Linked DNA regions of Mus musculus: region 2 is linked to region 1. The links are chromatin contacts, called in public promoter capture Hi-C maps. All regions are on one chromosome and are shown on one strand. The core of a region is the stretch at or near the end of the contact, and the rest is flanking DNA. Distances in the headings are between cores, read along the strand shown. Region 1 holds the start of Ecd (ecdysoneless cell cycle regulator). Region 2 has its middle 18 kb from the start of Usp54.

The links. Promoter capture Hi-C pulls out the DNA fragments that hold promoters and counts their contacts.
Region 2: a promoter capture Hi-C map of fetal liver shows a contact between it and region 1, with 5 times the contacts expected there. The contact joins the enhancer-like site here to the promoter of Ecd in region 1. A contact is called at or near these places in 12 of 39 promoter capture datasets (3T3-L1-derived adipocytes, the C10 cell line, the HPC-7 cell line and 7 more), 2 of 484 Hi-C or Micro-C datasets (CD4 T cells and natural killer cells), 12 of 115 datasets of contacts at active chromatin or transcription factors (the 230-238 cell line, the SCID.adh cell line, acute myeloid leukemia and 6 more) and 4 of 9 other capture datasets (adipose tissue, embryonic stem cells, liver and 1 more).

Annotation. Positions count from the first base shown.
Region 1 is chr14:20,346,422-20,352,008 of GRCm38.p6, forward strand. Ecd (ecdysoneless cell cycle regulator) reads right to left here and starts at 1,700. Exons shown (of 14, transcript NM_027475.3): 1 at 1,373-1,700; 2 at 190-400. The coding sequence starts at 394. It overlaps Fam149b (family with sequence similarity 149, member B), which reads left to right and starts at 1,741. Exons shown (of 14, transcript NM_001024512.2): 1 at 1,741-1,973; 2 at 4,891-4,995. The coding sequence starts at 1,927.
Region 2 is chr14:20,633,389-20,638,736 of GRCm38.p6, forward strand. It overlaps a transcript of Usp54 not described here. Among named protein-coding and RNA genes, the nearest start is that of Usp54, 18 kb to the left of the region's middle. Within about 2 kb of position 2,378, at least 8 of the 459 cell types and tissues checked have an H3K27ac peak or open chromatin away from gene starts, as enhancers often do.

The DNA.
Region 1 (5,587 bases), core at 450-2,949:
TGGGCCTTCGCAGCACCAGCACTCACACTTAGGCACAGTGAGAGAGTCCATACCACAGCCACAGTCCCCGCATCCCTAGCCATAAAGATATTCTATAGAGTTAAAGTTAGGGGCTTGGCTATATGTGGGCAGACGTCAGTGGCTTTTAAGGTTATGGAACAAGTCTCTCAGAAGGAAGGCTTACTTTACCTTTTGCAGGCTTGTATTTGAGATTGAAAGGCTGATTCTGCCAGATATAAGGGACCAGTATGGGTGCGAACTGGGTCATTATCCGTTCAATGTACTTCTGAAGAATCTCTCTGTGCTCTTCTGTGCCTCTGGCTTTATCTGGTATCAGGAAGAGATGGTACTCCACAGCATCCTCTACCATTGCGAGCTTTCCACTGCCCTCCATTCTTCTCTAAAAATGGCCATCAAAGTTCAAGGGACATAAGCCACACAAAAGGAGAAATAACAGCATTCTCAGAATTCTTCTAGGTGACTACATTATTTCCCCCAAATTTGATACACACCTACCATCATGGTTCCGGCCTTTACCAGACACCACTTGATTTATCCTCTGAATAACAGACTTAAAACTATCTTCCTTAAAATTAAATTATGTGAACTGGAAACCTTGATATTATGGAGTAAATGAAAGTCCAACAACTCACTTCCCAAACCAAAGAAGTATGTGAGGATAAAAGTTAAAAATAGCTAGGTGTGCCTATGGTCTCAGCTGAGAGATCAAGGCAAAAGGATCACCTGGGTCCAGGATTTTGAGGCTAGGCTAGGTAACATAAGACGATCCTTTCTCACAAATAAATAAATGTTTGCCCTTCAGTCGGCAGCAGTGTGTGTAACACAGTTTGAAAACATTCCATTACTATCCATTATTCTCTCACACCTTCCAACCGTGCTTCAGTCGGTGGCATACTTTGGGCACTTTACTTTCTTGAGCTTTCTACTTAGTCGTGAAATGAAAGTGTTAGTCTGCCGTCTCTAAAACACCTTCCTTTAAAATTGTGTTACTAGGTGCGTTAAAAAGCAATGCCCCTTGCTCTACAGGGCTTCTATAGAAGATTTAAAAGTGCCAACACTTGCGTGTCGGAGTTTCGTCCCAAAATAATTGGTCATGGTTCCGGATGCCCACCTAACGCAGCAATTTAATTCCTAAGCTTACTTGGCTTTGCAATGAACCAATAAGGAACCTGCACCTTCTATGCAACTACCCACTCACCACTGTAAATTAGAATCGTGCTGCCTCTCACCCTGGCGGATCAAGGAAAAACTCTACCCACCCTCACCCTAAATCCAAGCAGGGCTCTTTATGTAGAATTTACAGAGTCAGAATTGGACTTGAGATCATGGGAATTAATGAAAAATGACATACCCGAGAGTACAGAAGAGGAGCCACCAGGAGCACTGTCCTGGCGCGGTATAGTGCTCCTTCACCAAACTAGACGCTCTTCTTCCACCTGACAAAAGTAAAGCGATCCCTTTCAATAGCTCTCTCGTGCGCCTCTGCTCTGGCACCTTTCCTTGGCTGCCTCTTCCAGCAGGACACTTGGTCAGAGGCGACCACCAACCGCCCAATCCCGGCCCATGCTGGGTCCTCGCGTTCGCTTGGGCCCTGATCCACGCCTGAACGCCTGCAAGTCGTGAGGCTCGGAACCCTGAGTATAGTCTCTAGTGCGCATCGGAGCCAATTTCCGAAAGACGCTGTACCTTCGTCACTTCCGCTCATGAGAGGAAGGAGGCAGGTCGGAAGACTATAGAGTGGGAACTCTGGGAGGTGGCGGTCCGGAATCTAAGCGACGGGGCGAGACGGGGCGAGACGGGGCCGGTAGGTGGCAGGAGGGGGCCGGGCCGGAGCCGGCGGGAGGGCCAGGCCCCGAGGCCCCCGCCCTGGCTTGCCCGCCCTGGCCGCAGAGGAGAAAAAGGAGGATGATCTCCAGATACACTCGGAAGGCCGTGCCGCAGAGCGTGGAGCTGTGAGTGGATTGCTCTGCTCGCCCAGCTTGGGCCGCCGGAGCTCAAGGGACCTTATAAGGCCCGTCCTCTCCTTTCCCGTCCCAGACATAGGGAGGGAAAATACTATCCCGGATTCTCACCTCCCAGCCCTGGTGGAAGCTGCCTTTTGTCTTTGGGTCACCAGCTTAGGGTGTGCCTTTGGGACTGTTAGGTCCTGAATTGAGGGAGTGCTGCATCCGTTGTTCCCACAGTGCTTTTGACCCCACTGAAGATAATAGCTTAAATGCTACAATAACGTTGAACGTGTCTAGTTCAGAACACCATGCAAAGCTGTTTGCTTGAATGCAATAGCGAAATCAGGTTGAGACCAACTTTGCACATCCTACAAATAAAGATCACAGGTCTAAAGGTTGTATCTAGAAGGTGGTGCAGCTCAGACGTACAAACCAAGGGTCAATCCGATTGTAAAGCCTGTTGTCAAGCAATTCACACATTGCCGTCACACCCCCTGCAAATAATGCTAAAAAGCAAGCACTTTGGTAGTTTAAAAACCTGCTTTGTACCCTTAGTAAAGTGTAACATAGAGCCTTATATCTACTGACTGGTACTTTGCAATTTCAAAAGAACCTGCAGTTTCTTGGTCCTTTCAGCAGTTCTGAAAGATTGCTGTAACTAGCTTCTGTTGCTCAGATAAAATTAGAAAGCTTCCACATCTGAACCCAATAGGGCCTGAACGTTTAAACCAAGTCCCATTGGTCCTCCTCATTGAAGTAAGCAATTTCAACAGCCATACACTTATTATGCATTCCAATAACATTCATTTAAAGTCACACCTGAGATTTTTAGATGGATACTTTTCTTGCCACTTAGCTTTTAGGAAATTTAACTAGATCTGGGCCTTCCTGTCTATGTATACAACTAAGATGTACAAGTATACCTAAAATGATGACGTAGGGCTGGTACATAATAGATCCTCAATAAGTGATAGCACTACTTTCTTCTTCCCGCCTTTACTTGGTAAAAGAGCCATACAAAGAAGAGAACCTCTCCTTGCTTTTCAGAAGCATGTTATCTATTAAGGAATATGTTATTTGCACAACAGCAAATCAGATAATAAGCTCCTTAGGGAATAAAACTAAGAAATAATCATTTCCCCAAAGTGAGAAGGATTTAACTTAAAATCTGCTTTTAATTTTTAAAATTCCATTTAGTGTATCATGCACATGCGCGTGCACCATAGCACACATTTGTTTTTTTGATTTTTTTTTTTTTTTTTTTTTTTTTGGTTTTTTGAGACAGGGTTTCTCTGCGCAGTCCTGGCTGTCCTGGAACTCACTCTTTAGACCATGCTGGTCTTGAACTCAGAAATCCACCTGCCTCTGCCTCCCAAGTGCTGGGATTACAGGTGTGCGCCACCACTGCCCGGCCCATAGCACACATTTGGAGGTTAGTAGACAGCTTCCAAGAGTCACTCATTCCATTATGTGAGTCTTGTTGATTGAACTCAGGTCATGAGGCTTGGTGGCAAGTACCTTTATTTACTGGGCCATCTTATCAGCCCCAGATTTGCTTTTATAATTATTTCTAACCAGAGATGTTAAAAATACATGTTGTATGAAGACACTCTGGATAGGCATCTCCTGAGCTGAAATTTCTGACCCTGTGTATTGTACTACTTGTTCTTGATGCTGTTTTTTATAGTTCCTAAAAATAGCCTTTCCCAAAGGGAATCATAATAGAGTGAGCAATGAGGATTAAATGCATAGAAATGATAGTGTATTTAAATGAATGTTTAATGTTAGCTGTTACAGAGCCCATCCATTTTGAAGTAGTAGCATTCTTTAGCAGTTACTAGTTATAGATGTTAAAAAGGGGTTAGCAAGGTTGATTGTCTCAGTGTAGTCTCCCACACCCTTTTTTGGTTCTGAGAAATGAACTTAGTACCTCAGATATGCTAGGAAGTACCACTGCTAAGCTATATTTCCAGCCTTGACTTTCATTTAAAATTTGTATTTACACATATAAGCAAGGTGTGAGGTTTGTGTGTGTGTGTGACCACCTCAAAATGTAAAACATTCATAATTTTTTAATCATCTACCTGCTGGGCACTACTCCTCTGGAGTCTATTTTCTGCTGGGGCTTGTCTGCTGGAATAAACAATACATTAGTTATTCTATCTTCCAGACATAGTTATCTAGAGCAGGCATTGTTTCCCCACAAAATTGTCTAGTCAGACATACCCAGGAGACAAGGTAGGTTAAACAGAGGCTTACAAGTTTCTCTGCCCACACATCATGAATCCCTAGTGCATGCGTTTCACTTAAAACAGAATTAAATAACTGCTTATGATGTATGATTAGCTAAGTGAGAGTCAGTGTTAAATCTAAGTGGTCTGGCTCCAAACATTCTCAGTGGAGGTGAGCATTCCGAGATTTTACTGAATTGTATTGTATTTATTTGTAAAGTTAAGAATGTACGCTTGAATTTTTTTCTCTAGTGGTAGACATGATTTAAAAGTATATGGTAGGGCTGAAAAGGTGGCTCAAAAGTTAAGAATACTTATTGTTCTTGTCGAGGATCTGAGTTTAGTTCCAAACAGGGGCTCACAGTTGCCTGTAACTCAAAGTCCAGATCTGACATCCTTTGTGCATGTGGTACATATGAAGCATAGACACCTACACATGATTTTTTTAAAAAATGTTAAAGTATGTTCACTAGGGGCTAACAAGATGGTTAGCATGTAAAAGTACTTGCCACCAAGGCTGACAACCAAGTTCAGTTTCAGGACTCACAAAGTGGAAGGAGAGAACCAACTCTCACAGGTTGGTCGCAGTCTTCACATACACACCATGGCATGCGTGTACATGTACAATACTGTAAGTGTGACTTCTTTACAGGAAATGTAAAATATAAAGACAGCTTTATTATCCTTCCCAGGAAAGGACTAACAAAGCACGCTCTTAACCACCACCCCCTTCCAGAGCGACTGGATGACATTTCCTCTACCAACAACAGCCATGGAAAAGATACAAGTTCTCACAGGTACTGCCACACAGCATGCGTGCTTGCTTGTTGCACTTGCTAATGGCAAAGGGTTTGTTCATTCGGACCACACCTGTGCTCGTGAGACCAAACAAGAAATGTTATCTCTGTGAGAGCCTAAGGCTGGAGGCTTGCTGAAGCTTGGACTTGTAAAGCGCTCCCCCCCTTTGTGGTGTGTGTGTGTGTGTGTGTGTGTGTGTGTGTGTGTGTGAGAGAGAGAGAGAGAGAGAGAGAGAGAGAGAGAGAGAGAGAGAGAGAACACGCTTGTACAGACACCTGTAGGTGCACAGAGAGGCTAGAGTTCTCTGTGTGTGTGCATGTGCACGCATGCCACGAGCTGCCCATGGTGCTGAGAGATGAACTTGGGCCAACTTGTAAAATAGTTCATGCTCTAACTTTAGAGACAGCTCTGCAGCCCACCAGAAGTAATATGTAGCTAAGTAGGTAAATTAAAAAATGGATCAGATACGTGATTTTAATTCTGTTCCTGGCATTTATTAGTTGAGTACCATTGGGCAAGTGAAATACTGGATAATGAATAGAAAAATAATAATCAGAAGTTGGTGCTTTGGAAGCTAGTCAGTAAAAGTGA
Region 2 (5,348 bases), core at 1,128-3,627, 290 kb after region 1:
GTAGTCCCAAAGTATTAGATGCTTCCAACCTTCACAGGCTCCTGTGTGTATATGACTCACATATATACACTCAGGCACACAAATGCACATAAAATTAATGAATACATGTTTTTAAACCTCAAAAATAAAGCTGGGTAGTGATGCATTCCTTTAATCCCAGAACTAAGGAAGCAGAGGCGAGTGGATCTTTTTGAGTTCGAGGCCAGCCTGATCTACAGAGTTCCAGGACAGCCAGGACTACATGGGGAAACCCTATCTTAAATAAATGAAGGAAAGGAAGAAAGAAGGGAAGGAAGGAAAGGAGGGAGGGAGGGAGGGAGGGAGGGAGGAAGGAAAACCCCAAAAGTATATGATTATAGGAAAGAAGGGATAAAAGGAGGATGAACAAGGGCCTAAATGGAAATTTTATCAAGTAAGATATACAAATGACCAAAGAGCATCTCAGAATACTAACCAGTAGGGAAAGGACACTCATAATAAAATTGATACAACATAGCACACCATTAAGAATACTTTTTGTGCTGGGCATAATGGTGCACACATTTAACCCAGCACTTGGGAGGCAGAGACAGGTGAAATCTGTGAGTTCGAGACCAACCCCGTCTACATAGTGGGTTCCTGGACAGTCAGGGCTATGTAGAGAGACCTTATCTCCTGAGGTAGGGATGGGGGTGAACAGAAACGGAGACAGAGACGACGGGGGGGGGGGGGGGGGGGAGAAAACTGTCCAAATTCAATATGAAGAAACTAAACTTTAAATGAAATCATCATCTTTATCTACCATGTATGGTTACCTGTTTTCAGTTTGTTCCTGTTAATAATAAATGGTGTAAAATTAGTACTTTTATAGTCCCTGGAGGAGCAGAAGCAAATTCAGACTTCCAAAACAACAAAAGAAGACTGTTTCAATGAAAAGAAGTACATCTAGGCTGTCCTGAGCAGGGTGAGAGGGGAGGACCACTTCCAGACCATTCCATGTATCACTGAACCCTGCCAAGCATCTCTCCATCTTCTGGACAAGTTTCTCTTTCAGTTCTCAAGGATTTGTGTATCTGCTTATTCTTTTGCTCAAAACTTTTCTTGGAAATATGTCTCAATGTCTCAAAAATAACTCACAAAAACATGTGAGTGTTTTCCAGACAGAGTTTCTCTGTGTAACAGCCCTGGCTGTCCTGGGACTTGCTTTAGAGTCCAGGCTGGCCTTGACTAAGTGGGTAATGGGTACCCACTTAGATAAAGAAGTGTTGGAGGGGGGCTGGTGAGATGGCTGAGCAGTTAAGAGCACTGACTGCTCTTCTGAAGGTCCTGAGTTCAAATCCCAGAAACCACATGGTGGCTCACAACCATCTGTAATGAGATCTGGTGCCCTCTTCTTGTGTGTTGGAAGATAGCTACAGTATTCTTATGTGTAATAATAAATAAATCTAGAAAGAAAGAAAGAAAGAAAGAAAGAAAGAAAGAAAGAAAGAAAGAAAGAAAGAAAGAAAGAAAAGTGTTGGGGGAGGGGAACCCTCTCCACCCACCCCCTCCTCCCAAGACAGGGTTTCTCTGTGTAACCCTGGGTGTTCTGGAACTCCCTTTGTAGAACGAACTCAGATCTACCTGACCCTGTCTTCTAAGTCTTGGAATTAAAGGTATGTACCACCTTGCCCAGCTAAATCTGTAACCCCCACTTAAAAAGAAAAAAGAAAAAATGACCCAGTAGTGTATACACACACACACCAGATATAAAAGGCACTTAGATACATTATCTGAATGCATTTATCCTATGTAGGATGTATAAATACAATATAAGGGAAGTCAGTAGTAAGTTTGTACTTTGTCTTTTTAAAACATTTTTTTCAAGATTTATTTATTTAGTTTATTTAAGTACACTGTAGCTGTCTTCAGACACACCACAAGAGGGTATGAGATCTCATTACAGATGGCTGTGAGCAACCATGTGGTTGCTGGAATTTGAACTCAGCACCTCTGGAAGAGCAGTCAGTGTTCCATAAAAACTATGGAAAAGGTAGAGAATAAGTATCTGCCCAGAAGTCAGCCACAAATGGACATCCACCTTACTCCCACTCCACAAGGCTCAGCCACAAACGGACATCTGCCTCACTCCCACCCCACAAGGCTCAGGCCACTGAGACTCTAAGAGACAGACACGGGGAATATCACAGAGAAAGCTGTCTTCTGGACAGGACAGCACCCCTGCATTCACAAACTTGAGGGAGCTGTGGTTGCCTACACAAGAGTAGCACAAGACCAAGTCAGCTGACATTCCAGCTTGGAAGAGGTAGGGACTCACCATGCCCCACTACTGACCAGAAACTCTTGACTGTTGATGGCTTCTGTGGGAAGGAGGTCAGTTTCCTTTAAGGGTGTGGCCCTGCTAGGTAAACTTGCACTCCACTGGATAGGCCGACACCCGTGAGTATGTGGCCAGGCCCCAGTCAGACTCAGTGTATTAAAATAATTTAAAAAACAAAATGGGTAGGAGGCATGATGGCACACATCTTTAATCCCAACACTCAAAAGGGAGAGGTAGGTGGGTCTCTGTGAGTTCAAGGCCAGCCTGAGCTACAAAGCAAGCTCTCTGTCAACCAGGGTTGTTACAAAGAGAAACTCTGTTTCAAAAAAACAAAAAACAAAACAAAAAAGCTATTTACAGATACATAAAACTTTCATTTCTGGCCAACCAGATAGCTCAGAGTACAAATACACTTACTGCCAAACCCAAGGACCTGAGTTCAATGCCCGAACTTACACGGTGGAAAGAACTGAGTCCTGCAAGTTGTCTTTTGACTTTCTCCAAACACACCATGGCATGCATATACCCACTCACAAACATTCACTAATAAATGTATTTTAAAAATACAATTATCTGGGCAGTGGTGGCGCACACTTTTAATTCCAGCACTTGGGAGGCAGAGGCAGGAGGATTTCTGAGTTTGAGGCCAGTCTGGTCTACAGAGTGAGTTCCAGAACAGCCAGGGCTACACAGAGAAACCCTGTCTTGAAAAAACAAAACAAAACAACAAACAAACCAATTAGGGCTGGAGAGACACCTCAGGGATTAAGAGCACTGACTGCTCTTCCAGAGGTCCTGAGTTCATTTTCCAGCATCCACAATCACATAGCAGCTCATGACCAACTGTGATGGGATCCAATGCCCTCTTCTGGTTTGTCTGAAGAAAGTGACAGTGTACTCACATACATAAAATAAGTAAATAAATCTCATATATATATGTGTGTGTGTGTGTGTATGTATATGTACATATATATGTATGTATGTATATGTATGGGCTGGAGAGATGGCTTAGCAGGTTAGAGTACTTGCTGCTCTTGCAAAAGGACAAGTTCTATTCCCAGGCTTCACTTGGTGCCTCACAACCATAAGTAACTCTAGTTCCAGGAGATCCAATGCCCTCTTCTAACCTCACTAGGGACACATGTGGTATATATATTTATCTATAGATAAACATCCATACACATAAATCTTTAAAAATAGTGTGTGTGCGTGTTTAATTTTAACCAAAAATTTCAAGTAAGATGTACTTTACTCAGCAGGTAAAGGCGCTTCCCACTAAAGCTATCACCTGAGTGTGAACCCCAGAAGCCACATGATAGAAGAAAAAGAAGCAATTCCACAAGTTGTCCTCTGATCTCTACATGAAACCCATATACATTAACAAAAAATAATGTAAAAACCATGAAAGCAGATCTGTGTGTATATGTATGTGTCTATCTCTCTGTATATATGTATGCATAAATTTGTGACAGTCAGGGGCTGGTGAGATGGCTCAACGGGTAAAAGCACCGACTGCTCTTCCGAAGGTCATGAGTTCAAATCCCACCAACCTTATGGTGGCTCACAACCACCTGTAACAAGATCTGATGCCCTCTTCTGGTGTGTCTGAAGACAGCCACAGTGTACTTACATATAATAAATAAATCTTTTAAAAAAATTAAAAAATAAAAAATAAATTTGTGACAGTATACCAAGAAGGAAACACTGCCATATAAAAATATTTAGTTAACTACCTTAGAGTCTAATACCATTCCCCAGAGGCAGGGATGATAGTGATTCCCTGTAATCCCAGCATTGGGAGACAGAAGCAGGAGGATCGGGTTCAAAGCCAACTTCAACTCCTTTTTAAATTCAGGGAAGCCTGTTTATCTGAGATCCTTCCTCAAAAAAAAAAAACAAAAAAAACAAAAAACCATAAAACAAAAAACAAAATCGGCCCAGTGAGAGCTCAGAGGGCAGAGGCCCTTTCCTGCAGGACTAGATTACTTGCTTTTATCCCAGATCCCACAAGGTTACAACTCCCATAGTCCTATGACACCTACATGCTCACACACACAGACATGCAATTCACACAATTAATAGATACATTTCTAATGTTTTTAAAGTTTTGGGTTGTTTGTTTGTTTGTTTTTTAACATGAGTACACTGTGCTGTCTTCATACACACCAGAGGAAGGCATCAGATCTCATTACAGATGGCTGTGAGCCACGATGTGGTTGCTGGGATTGAACTCAGGACCTCTGGAAGAGCAGTCAGTGCTCTTAACCTGTGAGCCATCTCTCCAGCCCACATTTTTAATTTTTAAAGTTGAAAAAAAATAAGCCCAGCAGTAGTAGCACATGCCTTTGGAACTCAAGGCAAAGGTAGGTGGATCTCTTTGAGTTCAAGGTCAGCCTGGTCTACAGAGAAAGTTCCAGGACAGCCAAGGTTACATAGGGAAACCCAGTCTCAAAAAATAAAAACAAACAAAAACTTTAAAAGATAAAAACAAAATTTAATTTTTGCCAGCATTGTGCAACATACTTGTTATCTCAAGGACTTGAGCCATGGTCGTGGAGACAGGAAGATCAAGAGTTCATGGCATCCTCAGCTACAAAGGGCATCTTAGGCTAAAGAAGAGTCTATCTCATTTAACACTAACTATTACTGAAGAGTATCAAATGAAAAGTAACATTTGGGACTAAAGAGATGACTCAGCAGTTAAAAGTACTTGTTGCTCTTACAGAGGGGCCAGGTTTAGTGCCCAGGACCTAAATCTGTTCACAAGTGTCTATAACTCTCTTCTAGTTCCCACAGGCACCAGGCACTCATGTAATAGAAACACATAGTAGCAGGCAAAACATTCATACACACAAAATTAAATTTTTAAAAAGTATCATTTGCCTCATATATGAATATAAATAAAATAAATAACCATTTCCACTACTAAAACATTTTCTGAGAGCTTGCAAATGTTAATTATTTCTTGTTACAACTATTTTCCCAAGACTAGTTCCCTATACAATTATACACAGCATGAATATTATAATTTATTCAAGTCCCTGTATAA